2 separate regions of the Mus musculus genome follow, and region 1 is linked to region 2. Evidence: chromatin contacts called from public Hi-C data. All regions are on one chromosome and are shown on one strand. The core of a region is the stretch at or near the end of the contact, and the rest is flanking DNA. Distances in the headings are between cores, read along the strand shown. Region 1 holds the start of Mterf1a (mitochondrial transcription termination factor 1a). Region 2 holds the start of Cdk6 (cyclin-dependent kinase 6).

The links. Hi-C and Micro-C count contacts between places; a contact is called where the count stands out from the background.
Region 1: a contact with region 2 is called in a Hi-C map of the Ba/F3 cell line, with 3 times the contacts expected there. The contact joins the promoter of Mterf1a here to the promoter of Cdk6 in region 2. A contact is called at or near these places in 2 of 484 Hi-C or Micro-C datasets (the Ba/F3 cell line and CD8 T cells) and 1 of 115 datasets of contacts at active chromatin or transcription factors (memory CD8 T cells).

What each region holds. Positions count from the first base shown.
Region 1 is chr5:3,890,975-3,897,664 of GRCm38.p6, forward strand. It overlaps Mterf1a (mitochondrial transcription termination factor 1a), which reads right to left and starts at 2,959. Exons shown (of 2, transcript NM_001013023.2): 1 at 2,901-2,959; 2 at 1-923. The coding sequence starts at 892.
Region 2 is chr5:3,340,298-3,346,403 of GRCm38.p6, forward strand. It overlaps Cdk6 (cyclin-dependent kinase 6), which reads left to right and starts at 3,596. Exons shown (of 8, transcript NM_009873.3): 1 at 3,596-3,674; 2 at 3,822-4,302. The coding sequence starts at 4,070. Gm36470 (predicted gene, 36470) reads right to left here and starts at 3,262. Exons shown (of 4, transcript NR_168898.1): 1 at 3,001-3,262.

The DNA.
Region 1 (6,690 bases), core at 1,709-4,208, 550 kb after region 2:
TTAGGACAAACCTCTGTACCTCCTCCTCGCTGCATCCAAGAGAAAGCAGCCTCTCTCTTATGTTTGTGTAATTTTTTTTGGTACAGTCATTGGAAAGGTCTAAGATTCTAGCTCCTGGGCCACATATCAGAAGCAGCAGGTCCCGTTTGTTCAAGTTGAAAGTTGATTGTAAAAATTCAATGTTAGTTTTCACACGTTTGGTGCTCTGAATTAAGATGGAAGGGTTTTTAGAAATTATCTTCCTGACAAAATCTCTGGGATCATTGTGACCTAAGGACATACCAGTCTCCTGCAAAAATTCAACCATTTGCTTATTCAAATTCAGACTGTTGGAGAAGGTTCTGGGAGCATTGGTCAACAGTCTGCAGAGGCATTTATGAGTCAATCCAACAGAGCAAAGGAACTTTATATTATTCTCTAAGTTTAGATTGTTATTAGATCGAAAAAAGGATTCAGGAGAACGCTCCAAAATATTTACAATTTCAAGGTCTGATGCCATAATCTTTCTCCACAGATCCCACCGTTTTGAAAGACTTTCAGGAGTGCGTGTTATAGCTCGTGGATATCTTGATATGATGCTACCAATCACTTTGTCACTAGCTCCCTTGGACAGAAGGAATAACTTCAGCTCCTGCTCATTCGTAACAGCCTTGTTAAAAACTCCAGGCTGTCGCCTCCTTGCCATGTCGATATCAACGCCCATGGTGACTAAGTTGCTCAGCAGGTCCTCCCTCTCCTCCTCCAAAGACTCCTTGTCCTTACTGTCGCATTCCGCACTAAACGGCCTGAATGAAATCGACTTGAGGAAAACTTCTGCTGAATATTGAAGCATCCAGTCTCTTAAATCAAAGAGAAAGTTTCTTCTCACACACCAGATGTTTCTTGATGCCATAATCATCAGGTAGCCCAAAGTTTTTCAAATGCTGTGTAAAATAACATATAATGTTAACATACAATATTATGTGACTAACTAATGACAATATCCAGATCCTTTAAATGCAAGGGGCCTTCCAGGAGAAAGCATCCCGCCCTCCAGCTCTCCTGCCCACAGACACTAATTTCTTTGCTTCTGGCTACCTTAATCTAAAGCTCTAAATGTAGCTCTGAAAAAAAAACACACTTCAGATTGTCTACTTTCCATCTTTAATGTCTTTTTTGAATTTATAATATCCTTTAAGTGGATCACATTGATTACACATGTATATATATATATATACATATATATAACTATATGTTATAAATTATATGTTTATTACATACTATAACTTATACATTACCTATTATATAACATATGTTATATATAAACATTATATATTATATATAAGCATATATATGTATATGCTTACACAAATCTCTGGACAACACCTATCAACATCAATCTCTACCTCAGTTTACCAAATTGTTTGCTTGGTTACAATGCAATAATTCTACACTCTTTTCCATCTTCAAAATGATATAGTTGAGGGAATGTGGTGTAAATCAGAGGTAGGTCAGTGGTACAGCATACGTCCATAGCACGCATGAGGACTTGAGTTCAATTCCCCAACCCCAGAAAGAAGAAGGAGGAATTAATTTTCTAGTTCAAAGTTGTTAGGTTTTAAACCTGGGACAAGAGTTTGCCAAGAACACTAGCTGAAGGGTTCATTAAACATATCAAAGCTGACCTTGCTTTCCTGTCACATACACATGCATATACATATATAACTTTTATATAAACCTAAATTCTCCATTAGAAGCATGTCCTATTGTTTGTCTTCATTATTCTCATATTCCCATCACCTTCTTGGTCACCCCTTCCTCCTACCAGTACTAACTACATTTATATCAGACTCACCAGCAAGTGCACGTGCCTGTACTCACACACACCTTTTTAAAGTCTCACATATTGTTAAACTGCCTTTTCTTTCAGAAAGGGTCATTTTCTTGAATCCTAGTTGTATTGCAAGGCCTTGTATAAACACACTCTTCATTTAAAAACAGATTGTTCAGCCGGGAAACTATACAGCATAATGCAATTTAAAAAACAAAGGTAGATATTGAATTGACTCCAGTCTTACTCTAAAAATAAACAACATTCTAAAAGGAATGTTAAATTTAGCAAATATCACAAAAATCTCCATGATTGTAATGAGTGAGGTCCAAGGAGGAAGATATACGTCCTATTCTGTCCCACAGTTGGAAAGCTCACAGGCTTTTAAAGAAAACTGATAATCATTCGCATTGGGGTACCACAATCAGCTAATTTTTTGAAGCAGCATTTAAGTGGAGAGTGTTTGTTGGTTTGTTTGTTTGTTTGTTTGTTTGTTTTAGAACTACACTTCAGCATCGGATTTGTCGTTAAGATGAGAGACTTTGGATATTTCCAGAAAAGGTAAGGGCCAGATGTTTCTACCACCACACCGCCAATCCGAAAAAGAAAAAGGCAAAAATACAACCAATGTAGTAGAGAATAAAGAGATCCAGGCTAGACACCTTCAAATCATTTTTGTGAGATGCACAACCTCTCGCAAACTAAACATTTCTCAGTCATAATAAAAAGAAAACGGCAACGCATGGGGGGAAGGTAGCGGAATCGCAAACGCACTTTAATACCAGAACCCCACGTTACACATACATTATTTCGTAATGCCCTATATATACAACAACCTAAGGGTGGGCACTGTCCCTAAAGTTACAAATTCCGAGCCAATGCCGAGCTCTTTGCTGTACGAAGTGTGGAGGGCTTGATGAGTCTAAACTCAGAACCGCCGTAATCCCACATCGAAGGCTCGCCTTCCCTCGGGCAGTTCTGCAATGGCCTTTAGCCATTCATCGCCCTGTCTAGCAGAGACTCGCAAGCCGCTCGCAAAGGCTCCAGCAGCTCCCCAGCCCCAGCCCGCACACTGCATCCGCGCTCCTACCAACGCTCCCGGTAGACACCTTTCACTTCCGCCTCTGGACGCCCGGGAGGGAGCGGAGTGCGGAAGTAACGGCTGACTTCCGGCCTCGGCCTGGCGCAGAGGTGACGTCACTAGCCCGGCGCGCTGTGCCTAAATCCTCGGCCGCCTGACCGCGGGAGCCCAGCAGGGGGCGGCTGAGACTGTGGCTGCGGGGACTCTGGGCTCTGGGCTGGTTCGAGACCACAGGGCGGCGCCAAGGCTTCCCTCTGGCTGGGGCTGAGATTCTGCCTGTACCAAAGAACAGGTTCAGTTTGATCTCTTTCTTTTAGGTTGCTTTATAGACCTTGGGGGTTTTTGTTTGTTTGTTTGGTAGGTTGGTTGGTTTTTATTTCCCCCAAATTCTTTTGCATTTTTCTGTTTGGTTTGGTGTTTGTAAGAATAAAGATTTCTATTTGGGAATTTAAATTATTAATAATCAGTTTACCCAGAAAGTGAAACTACTGATCACAGCTTATTCCTTGCCTGGGATTACTCAGTAGCTATTTATGGTGCACGTGTGGCTTACCTTCACCAGTATTGCGGAAAGCAAGACAACCTCTGCCTTCTGGACCGTAACTCCCATGGTCTCGCTTCTGCCTGAATATTCTCTCCTCAGCCTGCCCCATGGATTTTCATTTATGAACACCAGGAGATGGCTTTAGTCCTCTTGAAAGTGATATCAATGAGGAAAAGGTGCAGCTGAGATATTGGAGAGGTTGGGAAGACCAAGGGCAGGGAGAGAAAGATGAGGGGCAAAGAAGAGGTAAAGAGAACTAAGAGCAGTGTGGTAGATGATGTTTCTCAAGAGGCTGATTTGGGGTTCTCATCTTCCTTAAGGGTCTTTCTTTCTTTCTTTCTTTCAAGACAACTTTGTATGAAAGTTGTGTTGCTATGCAAACACCATTTGTTTTTTGAAAGGATGGTGACATGTAATGATGCTTGAGACTTTAAATGACTTCACTTGGAAGGAGGAGAGTAGGGAAGTCAAGATGAACCCCTCCCTAAAATTAGACTTAAAATCCTTGGGAATTAGACTCAATGTGTAGTTCAAATGCCATGTCTATGCTATCTTCAGAATTGCCCCTGGCCTCTTACAACCAAAGACTAATAATAATGATATAATTAGTAATATTGATTATTGTGCCCTTTCTGTCTGCCTCACTAGATTTTCCTTGAGAAGTTCACAGACCCTTACTTTACCACTAATGTCTAAGTCTCAACAAACCTAATTAGAGTGAGAAGAAATTAGCCCTCCATTCCTCTAAGAGAACCCACACATAAAATACCACCATCAATTGGCACCAGGATTCAATAAACAAATGTTCTTGCTACCTCTTTTTCAATTATACAAATCTTACATCTTCCTGTAATTACACTCAAGGTGTGTAGAAGGATTTTAATTTAACAACATGTCTACTCTAGCCAGAATACAGGCATGCCCTTAGCACATACTGTTAATCCCTCTAGCTGGAATACAAACATGCCCTTATTATAGACCATTAATCCCAAAGAATGAAAGTAAAGTTAGTTTGTAGAAGGAAGCACTCATGTTTGAATGTGATATCTATTGAATGGCAGATAACATGATGAATCAGAGAAACATTTGACAGAATAAGGATATGATCAATTCTCAGGAGAGAGAAGAGATGTGGAGGGAAGGATGGAGGGAGGGAGGAGGAAGTTTTACCAGGAGAGTTTTATAGAGATAGGTTGAAGAGAGAAAAGAACTAGATATAGGTAAAATGACAATGAGAAGGAGCCAGAAGATTAGAACAGATTGCTAAAATTAGTTTGAGGCCAAGCAGAGTCATTCAGTCAGAAGTGAGAAAAGGCAGATTAAATCAATCAGCTTGAAGGGGAGTTTGAGCCAGAACAGCTAAGTTGAGTCAGCCAGCCAGAGTCCCAAAAGAATTAGAAAGAGTGAACTCATTCATCAATAAGTCTCAGAGGCTGAACACATCCTAGCCTAGATTAGACTATTCTGAGGCTAGAAGTTTGCAGGAGAAGGCCCTTAGCAGATGGAGGCAGTAAGCCTCCAGAGAACAGTTACATCAGTGAATAAAGATACTTTTACAGAAGTCATTGTCTTACATAGGGTTACTACTGTTGTGATGAGACACTGTAACCAAAGCAACCTGGGGAGGAAAGGGTTTATTTAGCCTATGCTTCATCACCACTGTTCATCACCAAGGAAGTTCAGACAGGAACTCAGACAGAACAGGAACCTGGAACCAGTAACTGATGCAGAGTCATGGAGGAGTGCTGCTTACTGGCTTGTTCCTCATAGCTCGCTCAACTTGCTTTCTTTTTTAAAATTTTTATTAGGTATTTTCCTCATTTACATTTCCAATGCTATCCCAAAAGCCTCCCATACCCACCCACCCCCACTCCCCTACCCACCCACTCCCACTTTTTGGCCTTTGTGGGAAGCCACATGTGCCATTGCAGAGTGGCACTGACTACTGCTGGCCACCACGCATAAGTTTGGACAAACAACCAATGTATACATATGCAGTAAAGTTTTTTGCAAAGACACTGCCTGGCCCGGGCATGATAATGAGGCTTTGAGAGTATAACCAATCAGATGTGAGACATGCAAATGAGGTATGATAATGAGGCTCTGTGAGGTACAGAGAGAGAGTAGCCAATCAGATGAGGAACATGCAAATGAGGCATAGTGCATAACCAATCCGGGTGTGAGACACGCCTCTCCTAGGCCTATATAAGCAGCACCAGTTCTGGGCTCGGGGTCTTTTCGCCTCTACAATCAAGCTCTCCCAATAAACGTGTGCAGAAGGATCCTGTTGCAGTGTCGTTCTGGCTGGTCGAGTCCGCAAGAAGTGGTGCCGAAAACCTGGGACAAGAAACATCTTCAGGCATGAGCGAAGACCCCCTGCTACAGGGAGGATTCAGAACTGCATCGTGGGGAAGGAGTGGTTAATAAAGGTTCCCATAAAACAGACTGCTGAGAAGGATCTGGCGTGGATTCAGAACTCTTCAGCTGGGGAACGGTGGTAATGAAGTGTTCCTGCAAAACAAACTGCTGAGAAGGATTCAACTGCGTGGATTCAGAACTCTTCAGCTGAGGAACGGTTGTACCGGTAAGTATAAAGAAATTAAGGTAAGTCTCTGAGAGATATGCTTTCTTACGCAGTAGGTCTGGTAATTGTTGCTGGGTTTGTGTGGGACCAGCTGTTAAGGAAGGGCAGTGACTTTGTAGGAGTACCAGGAAGGCATATCAGAAACAGAGAGAAAGAAAAAAGAAGATGCGCGCAGAAAAATAAGTAACTTAAGAAATATAAAAAGAGAAAAAGAAAGGAAGCTAAAATATAAAGGTACAAAGGATAATATAAAATATAAAGATACAAAGGATAATATAAAGATACAAAGGATAATATAAAGATACAAAGGATAATATAAAGATATAAAGGGTAATATAAAAAATGAAGAACAAAAAATTAAGTCAATTTACCCTCCTCTCGAGGACTTTGACTAAAGAGGCAGCCTTCATCAAAGGCTTAAAGATAGCTCTCAGGGAAAGAGGAGTAACTATTAGAAGCAGCCACTGTGCAGAATTCCTAGAAGAAGGAGAAAAAATGAAAATAAGCTATTTCAGAGCCCTCCTAGGGACAGACGGAAAATGGGAGACGTCCTGCTTCCTCTCTGGATCCTATGGAGATATTTTTAGCTTCGGATAGGATATCTGTGTTCTATTGTCTGTTTTTGGTGCACCAAATTGTCTATATGTCTGTCAACTCATGTTTGTTTTTGC
Region 2 (6,106 bases), core at 2,346-4,845:
TTTAAAAGTTTTGAGATATACAGATACAGATTTGGGGAAACATTGAATTATATTCAAAGACAGCTATTTTCTTTTACTCCTTGTAGAAAGTCTTGAAGACCTTTCCTCCCCTTCACCAAAATTCTCATTCTCACCTAAAGCAACTGCATCCATTTTTCCTCAGGTAAAAGAGACATTCTTACAAAGGTTCAAATTTCAAAGTCCCCCAAAAAAGCACTTAAATTAAGCACTCGTCTTTATGTGTGCACGTGTCTGCTATTTTGCAGTAATTTTTAATACTGAAATTGAATCTTTTTAGCTCTCCAGAAATACCTTGGTGAGTCCTCAACAGTTTCTATCCACTTAATAATTGTGACCCCGCCAGCCCCTTCAAATAGATCGTTAATCACAAGTGTGCTTGGCCATTCCCAAAACGTAGCCTCTGTCCAAAAAGGAAAAGATAGGGCTTTGTGAGGCAGAAAGGAAGTGAGAGAAAACAAAACAAATGTAGCTCAAGCTGAAAGTGAAAAGCGCTTGGACAGATTGGTATTTTGTTTTCTGTACGGCATCCTGCCAATCGTCTCCCCCTTCCCCCCCACTCCTCAATAAGGTCCTGTTTTTGCGTGTATGAAAATGTTATCTACCACCCCACGGAACCCCCATAAGTACTGTTGCTTTATTTTGTTTTCATCTGTCCTCATCAGACTGATACCCGTCCCCGTTCCCCCCCGCCCCCGCCGCCTCACCCTGTCAACACCCCAACTCTGGGGGACCTTAGGTGCAGACCCCCGATGCAGACCCCCGACGCCGCATCCCACTGGATCCCTTTTACGCCACTTATTTTCAGTCGCGAGATTCCCCCACTAGAGTGGTTGCAGTGAGAACCGGAAATTTTCATTTAACTCTCCCCCGCCCTCCGGGCCCCCAGTTCGGAGCCGATCGCTGGGGAGCACAGCCAGGGCCCGGCCGGGCCTTGCTCGCTTGCTCCGGAAGGTTTTAATTTGCACACTCGCCTCCGGGTGGTTCTCGGGCCCCGAGGCTCGCAGGTCCCCCGCCCCGCAGTCCTCCACTCGGGCCCCCAGCCGCGGCCAGAGCCCCGAGGCCCCCGAGCCTCCCCGGCTCCCCCTCGGGCGGCGCCCTCCGCCGTCCCTCCGCCCTCCACCGCTGTGCCCACCCCCTACCCGCAGAGCGCTGCTCGCCTGGGCCGCAGTAGTCAGTTACCTGCTCCGCGGGGCGAACACGTGCGGGGGCAGACAGACACTCCAGCTTCACAGGAGGCCGGCGTCCCTGGACCGCAGGTAAGGGGCCACGGACTCACGTGGGTGGGCTGAGGGGCGAGGGTCTCCGACAAGGATCGGAGTGGGTGAGAGTAACGGGGTGTAGGGGGCTGTGTGGCCCCTCGGAATCCGCTTGGGTTAACCCCTTAGGAGTTGAGACTGGGTAGGTTATGGGGGCCACCTAGAGCTAGAGATCTCCAGAGGAACCTCCCACAGCGGGGACACCCCGACACTAGAGTCCTATGCCAGTTTGAACAGATTTCATGCGTAAAATACCCATACGTTCACTTTTCATCGAGCTTCCCCAAACTGACTCTACTTGGACAGTCACATTTAAAATTGAACGTGCACCGTCTGGGTGGGATTCCGTGCTGTAGAGTGTGTTTCCGCGCCCCCACGCTCATTTTCCCTGTGCAAGTTCCCTCTGTAACCTCCCGAGGGGTGTGGGTATGGGCCCCATCTTCCCAATTAAGGAGTAAAACGTTCGCCCAGGCTTCCTGCTTGGCGACCCCTCTGGCGCGTTATGCACGGAGTAGTGCACACAGCCCACCGGGGTTGAAGCCCCGCAAGCGTGCACTCTTGCTTCAAGTCCCAAGTTTACTTTTCTTATTTAAAGCTTTGCAGTTCAAATGCACACCCTGGGCAGGAGCAGCCCGGGGCTCGGCGGCGCACTCGTCCTGTGCACGTGGGCGTATCTGCGCGGGCGCATCTGCGTTTGCGCACACGCGCGGGTCGGGGTCCCGCGGGCGGCCTCCCCTTACTGCGCTGGTGGCGACCCTTGCGGCGTTTGGCAAGGCTTCGGGAGAGGCTCATGAAGGATTTCATTGAGTGCTAAGACAGAGATCAGAGACAGAAAGCAGAAGGAGGCGGCTGCAGCCTTTGTAGTCGCGGAGGAATGCGGAAATGTTGAAGCGCTATGTCAAACTTTTTTGAAATGGGGTCAAGTCACATTCAGCCAGCGTGGGAAAGCAACAACAACTACGAAAAAGTGGAGGAGGGGAGGGGGCTAGGCACCGCCGCTCCGGTCCGGGGGGTGTAGGCCCGCGGGGGTGGGACGGCTGCCCCCTCCTGGAGCCTAGGCTGGACACCGGCAGAGGGGGAGGGCGGGCGCCAAGGCCGTTGCTCCCGCTACCTGTGTGGCCCTCGACCTGGCTCGGACCCCCGGGTGAGGGCTGGAGGGTCCTTTCCGCAGCTTTTTAGGAAAGCTCTCAAAGGAACGGGGAGTGGCCCTGCCTTGGCCGGGCGGTGCTATGCTGGCATCCAGTGGGGGTCGCTCCATGTGTTCTTTAATACCAGGCAGAAGAGCGTGGTGGTGGGGGGGATGGGTACGGGGCAGGTAAACGCATGCAGACCGTTCCGGACACGCGGCTGTGGTGGAACAAGGTCCAGCCCAGACTAAGGCCGCTGTGGGACGGGAAGGCTCACTCGGTCATCCCTAAACAACAGAACGGGGAGGGGGCGCCCGACCGCGCGCGTGGGACCTAGCCTCTGGCCTTTGGAGAACAGAGCGACTGTCTCAGCTACCGACATTCAGCCGCCCAGGATACCGGGCGGGGATTCGGAAGTCTCGACACAAGGGCAGCCCCTTCTCACACCGGGGAGACCTACGTTTACTGCCCCCTACCCCCACCGTCGTAAGGGCGGTTGCTTTTGCACGGCTTGAAAACTTAAGGACCAGTCCCGATTAGCTAGCAAAGTCCCGAAGTTACTTTTTCAGGACAGGACGAGTGAAAGTGTGACGTACCTTCCTTTCCCACATCCTTCGGATCTTTGTGTTTGTGTATGTGTGAGGTGGGGAGCACGACACTACTCCCCTTCCAGGACCCCTCGCTCTCCCACCTCTAGTAGCCCCAGCCCTCCCCTACCAGATGGTCTGTCCTCGCTGAGTTTCCACCAGGGAGGTCCTCCGAATCGGAGGCAGAATTTCGTCTCCCACTAAGCTTGCCATACCCCAAAGACCATTTGTGAGAGCGAGTCCCTTTCAAATGTCTCCCTGTAGAAAAACTGAAAGTAGAAAAGAAAGGAAGCAATTTCCGAGCAGATGTCTGACCACCCCTACTCGCATACTCGCAGCATCGGGTTACAGGGTTCTAGGAGCCCCAACCCCGTTCTGCGGCCCCACGTGGGTGAACCCCCGGTGCTTTTACGCCAGCTTCCGAACTCCCCCAGGTCGCCCCATACCCTGCACGACCAGGCCCCTGGAGTCAGGGAGGGCAGCGGAGAACAATAATATAGGTATAAATATTGAGCCGTGACATTGACGCGCCCGGCGCCTCCCCTCCCCCGCGCTCCGGGCACACTCTGGGCTGCTCGGCACGCCCCCTCTCGTCCCGCTGCGTCCCGCGCTGCGCTCATCCCCGAGGGGCCCCAGCAACCTCTCCTTCGTGAAGACTGCACGAGCCCTGCTGTGGAAGAAAAGTAACTTGGTTTTTCTCCGAGAAACCCGGCCCGATTAGGCAACCAGTGCGAGTAGAGGGAGGAGGAGAGGAGCTGGTGGAACCCTGTGGAAGTCTCCCGGGCAGTCTGATCACACTTTCTCCTTGTCCTCCGGTCTCCTCCTCCTAGGTGCAGAGATTGTGGGCAGACTATGTAATCGCTGCGGAGGGGGAAGAGGAGGGATCGGCGCTCTCCTGCGGCGGCGGCGCGGCGACTCGGCTAGGCGGAGTTTCGCAGCGGCTGCGCCCGGCTTGCACCCGCGGGCGAGAAGGTCGGTCCGTCTAGCCCGGCGGCCGCGAGTCCGACTCCCCGAGGCGTGTAAGGCAGCGAGTGAGCACCCCGGTTCCACTGTGCCGCACCCGCAGCCTGAAGCCAGCATGGAGAAGGACAGCCTGAGTCGCGCCGATCAGCAGTATGAGTGCGTGGCGGAGATCGGCGAAGGCGCCTATGGGAAGGTGTTCAAGGCCCGCGACCTGAAGAACGGCGGCCGCTTCGTGGCTCTGAAGCGCGTGCGAGTGCAGACCAGTGAGGAGGGCATGCCGCTCTCCACCATCCGCGAGGTGGCGGTGCTGAGGCACCTGGAGACCTTCGAGCACCCCAACGTGGTCAGGTGAGCCGGGAGCCCTGGCTATGGGGTCCGGGAAGGTGCTGGGCAAGGGGCGGCTGGTGGCCCAACTAAAGTTAAGAGTTGAGTTTCCCCAGATAAAACCGGTGACTCTGTTAGACAGGGCAGAAAAAGAGACCTGCGGTGGCTTCCGGGCAGCCAAGCTATTCTGAAGAGCTTTCGCTCTGCGTGCCCCAAGGGTTCCGGGGGGGCGTTGGGTGTCTTTTAGGGACAAAACCAGACAATCCCTCCAGCCCTTACTTAACTTTCCCCGTCGGTGGGGGGATTTTTGAGAGACAGAGTGAGATAGTTATCCAGCTTGCAGATAATTAGAAGGAAACTTTAAGGGTGGAGCATAATGTAAATAAAGTTTAAGAAATGTGTAAGAATGTGTTTGCCAATCAAACCCACAGTGGTGACTTTTTTTTTATAGTTGTAGAATGGTTTCTGATGGTCTTAGAAGTTCAGAAGTTTAGACTCTGACACCTAGTGTTAAACATTGTTTGAAAAATGTCTTTCAAGGCTGGGTACTGGGAACACTGAACCAGGAAGATCCAGAGTTCAAGACCCTCCTGAGCTACAAAAGACCCTGTCTGAGAAAAGAAAGGGAGGGAGAGTGGGTGGTAGGGTGGAGGGCGATTGCTTCTCAAAGGGTTTTCTGATTGTATCATTTAGTATCTGTGGACTGGTATGATCTGACTTAGAATGCCTCTCTCATTGGTTAGATGTGAGTCTGTGCTTTAGATTTTAAAGCCTCTGTTTTCCCTGGAAGAGTTGTGCAGGTGGGTGGGGGAGGCATTCCTAACCCAGTCTCCTGTGACTGAAGATAATGGTGTTTTCTCGAAGATGCTGGGATTTCCCCATTGTGCCTTTTCTCATTCTCTTTTTTTAAACAGATGCATAGCTGGAAGTTAAAAGGGAATGCACAGACTTTTCTACAAATTAGGTGATGAGTTAACATTCTCAGCTCTTCTTTTTAGAGGGATGATCTTGGCGTCTTCATCCTGTCTTCTCATTCCTGTAGGGATTCCTTACAACAAATATGTGCCTACTGTATGCCCTGGGATGAAGTTATGTAAATAAGAACAGCTAAATATTTTTGTAAAAGGCAAACAATGTAACATTAGTCATCAAAAAGGAGCGACCCGAGACTGACCTTTGAAATACCAAGCCCTCTAGGACTCAGAGTCTACAGAATCTTCCTGGGAGGTGGTTGTTAAAGGGCTTTTAACTCCTCTACTAGGCTGGGTGTTCGTTTTGTTTTTTGTTTTTTGTTTTTTTTTCTGTTTATTTATTTGTTTGTTTGTCTTTTGGTGGGGTTGGGTTTTTTGTTTTTGTTTTGTTTTTGTTTTTGTTTTTTGCTAGCACTTTGTTCCCAATATAATCAGACTCACAAGTGAATCATACTACATAAATAAGTAAAAAGCCAATGTAAATAAAGGGCCGCCATTATACCTATGCTTTAGTTGGGTGGCAGGGGTATGTGGGGTGCAACAGCAAAAGATAATGAGACGAGGGAGAATGAGTCTTCTAGAAAGTCAGGTTTTACTAAAAGTGGATTACTGTCTGTCTGTCTGTCTGTCTGTCTGTGTCTTGCACTTCAGAGAGGTCTGTGATCCTGAAAGTTGCCTGCTGGCTCAGAGTCATTCACTACCCTAGAGGATCACTATAGCTGTAGGAAAGGATGACTTTCAACATTAGAATTTAATATCAAATTTCGTTTGTCTGTTACCTGTGGGGTGTCCAGATAAAAGGTAATAATCATATATGTAAATAAAAAGTAGCATTCCTCCAAACAAACACCCTTGTA